2 separate regions of the Zea mays genome follow, and region 1 is linked to region 2. A link is a contact called in public Hi-C data. All regions are on one chromosome and are shown on one strand. Each heading gives the region's core, a stretch centred on a gene start, on an enhancer-like site or on the middle of the called end of the contact. The rest is flanking DNA. Distances are from core to core; before and after follow the strand shown.

The links. Hi-C and Micro-C count contacts between places; a contact is called where the count stands out from the background.
Region 1: a contact with region 2 is called in a Hi-C map of leaf, with 10 times the contacts expected there. The contact joins the promoter of LOC100304267 here to the promoter of LOC100275076 in region 2. A contact is called at or near these places in 14 of 25 Hi-C or Micro-C datasets (bundle sheath, ear, endosperm and 5 more) and 2 of 3 datasets of contacts at active chromatin or transcription factors (leaf and seedling).

What each region holds. Positions count from the first base shown.
Region 1 is chr5:186,170,686-186,174,232 of Zm-B73-REFERENCE-NAM-5.0, forward strand. It overlaps LOC100304267 (Eukaryotic translation initiation factor eIF2A family protein), which reads left to right and starts at 1,654. Exons shown (of 13, transcript NM_001165710.1): 1 at 1,654-1,839; 2 at 1,925-2,285; 3 at 2,901-3,087; 4 at 3,185-3,419; 5 at 3,489-3,547. The coding sequence starts at 1,806. It also overlaps the pseudogene LOC103628745.
Region 2 is chr5:185,967,220-185,970,590 of Zm-B73-REFERENCE-NAM-5.0, forward strand. LOC100275076 reads right to left here and starts at 2,114. Exons shown (of 6, transcript NM_001149264.1): 1 at 1,908-2,114; 2 at 1,106-1,198; 3 at 642-1,022; 4 at 472-557. The coding sequence starts at 1,163.

The DNA.
Region 1 (3,547 bases), core at 404-2,903, 200 kb after region 2:
CTAGGGTGCGACATACAGATCCTTCACTTTGACATCAAGCCACACAACATTCTTTTGGACAGCAATTTTGTCCCAAAGGTTTCTGACTTTGGCCTTGCCAAGTTGTACCCTAGAGACAAGAGCTTTGTGCCAGCAAGCGCCATGCGGGGAACTATTGGGTACATAGCTCCTGAAATGATATCTCGTAGCTTTGGTGCCATATCAAGCAAATCTGATGTTTATAGTTTTGGTATGCTACTGCTCGACATGGCAGGAGGGTGAAGGAATGCAGCCAACTCAAGCCGAGCATAGTACCCGGCCTAGGTTTATGACCGTCTAGCGGAACAAGAAGCTGGCGAGATTTCTGTTGCGGCAGACATGCATGAGTTGGAGAGGAAACTGTGCATCGCTGGGCTACGCTGCATTCAAATGAAGCCGCAGGATCGTCCGACCATGGGCGAGATCATAGAGATGCTCGAGTGTGGCACTCATGGCCTGGGCCTGCAAATGCCTTCTAGGCCATTCTTCTGTGAAGATGATGATCCTAATATGCCTGCAGCAGATTCTTACCATTTCTCATCGGAGCTTACTGCAATATCTGAGGAAGATGGTTGAAGAAATATTACTTGTCTTTATGCATTTAGATGAAGCCACAGGATCGTCCAATAATGAGTCAAGTCGTAGGGATGCTTCAGTGATCATATGGTTCATATAGATTCTTACCATTTCTCCTCAAACATTGATGCTAGATTAGAGAATTTTATAGCGCCCGATAGGGCGCTGCTAATTCTAGTCTCATTTATGACTGATTTTTTTCTCGGTCAATTTTCACACTATTCTTTAGCTCAATGTTCGCCGCCTGATCCGTTCGCTCTTCTCCACGTCCGTTGAGATTGAGCTTCTTCGACGAATTAGGCTAGAGATTTAGAAATTTAGTGCTAGTTTGAGAACCCTATTTTTTCAAATAATTTTCATTTTTCGAAGTAAGATTAGTTCATTTTTTCTTGTAAAAATAAAAAATATTTTGGAAAAATATGGTTCCCAAACTAGTTAGAGGAGGAAAAAAATATAGGGAAAGAAGGTAGCCACGACGGTCGATGGGCAGAGCCGCAGAGCTAAAGGATAACCACTTGAACAAGGAGCCAAGGAGGGATAGTATGGGAACCCGGTTTGCTACTTGGCTCGCGGCAACATGTTTGGTGGCTCACATGAAGCACCGGGTGTGGTTCGAGCGCTATAGGCGAAGACGGACCATTGATATTTGTTCTCTTTCTTGCTTTTTTAGCATTCGGTACCGTTTCGTTTTCATAATCCGTTTTTAGGGATTTTAGTAGTAGCTATGTTTCAATTTTAAGGATATTTTATCTCCAGGTATTTTTTTCTTACTACTTTAGAGAAATCGCTCTCTCTTATTGTGATGACTATTTTCTCTTGCCTTTTAGATACATTGTTTTTTCTTATTTTAGGATTTAGGATTTCTTTTCTCTTCCTAGATGGCCCACTAGAATGAATCCCAACTTGCAATTTCAGGAAGGTTTTGGGTGGGCTGACCAGTCAGCTAAAATGGGCCAGATCGTACGGAACCCAGACTATTAAAGTAGCCCATGTCCCAGAACACGATCCATTTACACTGACAACGGCGGCCTCACGAAGCTTAGTGACTTAGTCCCACCTGTCAGCTGCAGCAGCAAGCAAATTGACAGCACCCCGCATCTCTTCTCCTGGACGCGACGCCGTCCCCAACCTCTCCGTCCCGCGCCGCCGCCGCGCGTCACTGTGCTCGCGATCTCGCCGGCGGCCCCAGAGGACTTGTCGCGTGCTCGGCCATGGCATCGCCACCGCCGGCCCTCGAGATCCTAGGTATCCTCACACATCCCTCTCTCTCTCTCCTCGCCGCGTTTCTCCCATAACATCTCGCGTTTGACGGAATGCGCCAACGTCGCAGTTCGCGAGCCCGACGGAGTCACGGTGTGGTCCGGACCCCCCTACCCGCCGGGCACCACCAGCCCGCCGCAGAGACTCCCCAAGACGGCGTGCAGCGCCACCTCTTTCTCCACCGACGGTGCCCGCCTGCTCGCGACGGTGGCATCGGCCTCGGCCACCGTCTACGACTGCCGCACACTCGCTGTAGTCAAGTGCTTCGAGCTCCCGGGTCTCCTCGCCGCTGCGCTATCGCCCACGGGGGCGTATCTGCAGACCTTCCAGAAGTCATCCTCGCCGCAGGAGAAGAATGTCACGGTCTGGCACGTCGACACAGCTGCCGCTCTTTACCAACACTATCAGAAGAGCATGTCTAAAACCACCTGGTTCGTGTTACTTGGGCTCTCATGACACTGATAACTTATGCTGCCTGCCTGCACTCTTTATGCTTCATTATGCTTGTAGAGATGTACTGTGGGTACATTTTGTAGCATTTAGCATCTTACTAATACTGATTTAGCAGATGAACATTTTATGGGAGATAGTGGCAGACGCTCGCTTGTTAACTACATCCAGCATATTTGTTATTGCAATAATTCGTTAAGTCAGCGATGTCATATGGTAGCTATGTTTGAACTCTTGCACAGTTGCATACACATCTATCACTGAGGTCCCTATCAAGCTGGATGATGCTTCTTTTGGGAGACTGGCAAGGAAACAAAACTGGTACTCGATTTTAAAGATATCTCCTAGCACCTGATCCTTAGTGATTGGATTGGCTACTGATTAAAAATTTTATCCTGGTTCCTGGGTTTGATATTCTGACACTTTCTGCCACCATTCTATGTGGATTCTCCTTTAGCTGCATACACGAGCTTAGGCAAAAAAGAAACCTGAGACAGTATAGGAGAAAGTATCTATAAATCTGATTTAGGCTCAATTTGCGTAAGCATGAGATGCATTTGAGTTCTTGATGCATGATATTTTGACTGAACCCGCAGGCCAATGGTTCAGTTTTCTGCGGATGAATCGGTCGCTTGCCGGATGATGCCTAATGAGATACAATTCTTTGATCCAAAAGATTTTGCAAAAGGAATTTTGTATAGGATAAGAATGCCTGGCATAGCTACGATGAAGCTAGCAACTGCACCAGGATCTCATGTTGCTGGATTCGTCCCAGAGGCTAAGGTCTGATTTGTTACATTTTATTTGGGTAATTAGACTGTGTTTCTGCAAACTAGTTTCACAAGGTTACTCATCTCTTTGTCTCTCTGGTTTCGAGTAGGGTGTTCCAGCTAGCGTTCAGATATTTTCTTGCAACAAGGATGCACAAAATCAAGTTGTTGCTCGCAGGAGCTTTTTTCGCTGTTCCACCGTTCAATTACAGTGGAACAAAGGGTCCACTGGCCTTCTAATTCTTGCTCAAGCTGACGTGGATAAAACCAATCAGAGTTACTATGGTGAAACCAAGTTGAACTACTTGACAACTGACAGGGCCTTCGAAGGAATTGTTCCACTCAGTAAGTTCTTAGGGTTTGAAAATATTTATCCTTTAATTTCTGGTATCTGACACTATAATGTATTGGCAGAAAAGGACGGGCCAGTCCACGATGTGCAGTGGTCTTCCTCTGGCTCTGAATTTGCTGTG
Region 2 (3,371 bases), core at 864-3,363:
TAGATAACACAATATAAACTTCTGTGATAGTAGTTACCCGTTACTACCAGAAAGCTGGGTGATTAATCATTTTAGGGCTTGTTCGGTTAGCTCTCAATCCATGTGGATTGAGCGGGATTGGATTGGTTTGAATCCCAAACAAGTCAAACTTCTTCTCAATTTTTTCCAATCCCATCCAATCCATGTGTATTGGGAATAACCGAACAAGCCCTTACTGGTTTACCCCATGATTCCAGCTGACCAGTAACAACTGTATCAGTTAATAAGGAGAACTACACAATCAAGTAACATATACTTTCCCCACTCTAAAATCTCATTCTTAATAATAACAAGTTCTGTTTGCTTAATCATGAGCTTGCATAGGACTGTGGTGGTCATAAGAAATGGGGCCATGATTTTGTAAATAAATCCCTAATACATTAGACAACTGTGAAAAAGTACTGTTTGAATGTGTGATATTGGGCCACATACCATAGATGGATACATTAGAGAATCAAATACTGTATCTGGCCAACCACACAAGGCTGAGTTTACTGCCGCCACTTTCTTCTTGACACCTAAATAACATGAATAATTAGCCATACACCACACACGTGCACGCTCGCACACACATATTTAAGAACCAAGAAGAACAATCATACGTTTGTCTAGCAGATCCTTATCCAACTTTTGAGAATTATTTTGTGTTGAGTGAAATCCCTCCACCCCATCCTTAGCCCACTCATGGCACATTTTGATCTCTTCATCAACTAAAATTTTCATTGGGTTCTTAAGAGCTTTTGACCTCTGTTCCTGGGTGGACTTCTCTTTCAGGATGGGCTTGTCCTTCAAAGCATTGCCTTTAATAGTGTTGGCCACATTACTACGAGGCTTCTGCTGGGACTTCTCTTTCAGGGTGGAAGTGTCCTTCAAACCAGTGCCTTTAGAGAAGTTGGACAAATCCTTAAGAGCTCTCCTCCCTTGATTGCCAGGATTCTCGGATGGCTTCAGCCCTTTGGCCCTTGGTCCATCGGCCCTCTTACCTGAACATACAGATAAAAAAATGTATCTATTTCAGGAAAATTCCTTTTCACAAATTAGTTTTTGACAAAAAATGCAATCTCACCTCTATTTATCTGTTGGTTCTCGTCAACCAAAATAGACGCTGGAGTTGATAAGGCCATGATGGAACAAAAAGCTTCTTTTCTACCTTGAAAGCCTGGGTAATATCCAATTGACTGTAAAGAGAAACTAATCAGAACATAGAAACAATAAATGGTGACTTCTATACGGTATTTCTGTTGTACATAAACTGAACAAGATCTGAAATAAGCTCTGGGGGTGCTAATTTAATATGGATTCGACGTATCACCAAACGGCAAACATGCAAAACTGGATCATAATTCAGAAGTACATAACCAGGGGAACAAGCACCGTAGAGGAGACGGTGCCTAGATTGGTGATGTAACTGCACAACCTTTCTTTGCGCACCTGTATGATATCACTTTCAATTTAGATGGCATAAACGGAAGCACCACTAAATTAGTGAACCCAATAAATAACATCAAAACGCACATATTCTATATTAGTCAACCAAGATCTAACTGGGATTTTACATAAGCATCCGATCTGCTTCTGCCAAAAAATTAACAACGAAAGAATTTTCGAATCGCTCGCTCCCCTAACTGATGGATTATGAACCCCACTGAGACCTTGGGCGCGTGCTCAAAACGTGTGGCCACACGGAGGGCTAACTCGGAACAGCGAATAAATCCACATACGCCGATACGCGGCATCCCAGGAATGGCCGCAACTGGACCAAACGGGCTCAAGTACCGTAGGAACGTCACGGTTTCGCTTCAGTCGTTCACGTCACAGCGAATGCGGGCAAAAAAAAAGCGAGGGGTGGAAAGAGCGCTAGGGTTTACCAGCACAGGAGAAATCAGGTCGATCCCCACTAGCGGGTCCAGCAGCAAGGAGAACGAGGACGCGGGGAGGAACACGCGAGTCGGCGGCGCCGGTTGAACGGGACGAGGAAGGGTTTCTCTCTTGCCAACAATTCGGTGTGCGCGCTAGTTGCAGGAAGACTCGCAAGTCGCAACTGGAGAGTGAACAGTGGAGACGGGCGGAAAAGCTGTTCAGAAGGGAGGAGAAGGGGAGCGCTCCTGCGCTGCACAACGGTCGGATTTTGGATCGGGTCGGCAGCGTGGGGCGCTAGTCGTACTCGCTAGATGCCGGAAAATCCCGTTGGATTTCATTACTTTTTTTTCTTTTCTTTCAACTTTTGGGCCGTTTATGGACTGTACACACTCCCCGCTGAGCCCAGTTTTGAGGCCGGCCCAAGTCAGCACGCCATAAACCCTAATCAGGATGCGTAGCTCCACCTCGCCCGCGCCGCCGGTCTCTGTTCGCCGTATTTGAGATTATTATTTCTCCGTTGCCATTAGTTTTTTGCGCTTTATTATCAGCTGTGAGATAGTGCTTCTTTCATTTTAAAATAATCCTAGCACAGAATAAATTAAATTTTAAGATAGCAGAACCGATATTCCATGGGGTTGGTGATGTTGCACCGTTTAAGGGCATGTTCGTTTTGCTCTTAATCTATATGGACTGAGTGAAATTGAATGAGTTTTAATCCCGAACAAATCAAAAAAATTTATAATCTTTTTCAATCTCATCAAATCCATATGGGATAGGAATAACCGAACAAACCCAAATGTAATTCATCTAAAATATAATTTGTTTTAAACTAATTATATATTTATTAAATAACATATAAATATAATTTACATATATATCTATTTTGGGACGGAGAGAGTAAGACCATGTTTGGGAGAGCTTCACTTCAAGAATTTTAATTTCGTTCTAACTTCTTCAACCCAAACACGTCCAGCTCCACGAGCTTTAGTTTTAAAAAAAATGAAACTAGAGCCCCGTTTCATGAAATTCATGAAGCTCCTTACAGGGTGCTTGAAAAACACTGTTTTTATATCTCCTCATGAAGCTGTACGAAAATTACCCACCATGCCACTGGTTACGCAACATACAACTTCCATTCTCTCTGGCGACAACACACTAATCATCAAGGATAATCAAGGAAACCCACACAAATCAATTGTACTATAGAAGTTGGAGTCCATACACAAACCAAACGCTCCTAGAACTCACCTTAACAATTTGCTGGAGCTGTTTTATAGTGAAACTGGAAAATCAAAGCTGAAGTTTTTGAAGCAAAGCTCTCTCAAACAGGCCCTAAGTTTTAAAATCAACCTAACCTTCCTCTTATTGAATGGCATTCACGAACATTGGCATTAAAGTTGAGAAGTTTTTTTCTATGATATCGATCCCAATTATTGGTAACAGTAACTTTGCAGCAGTGACTGTGATTGATA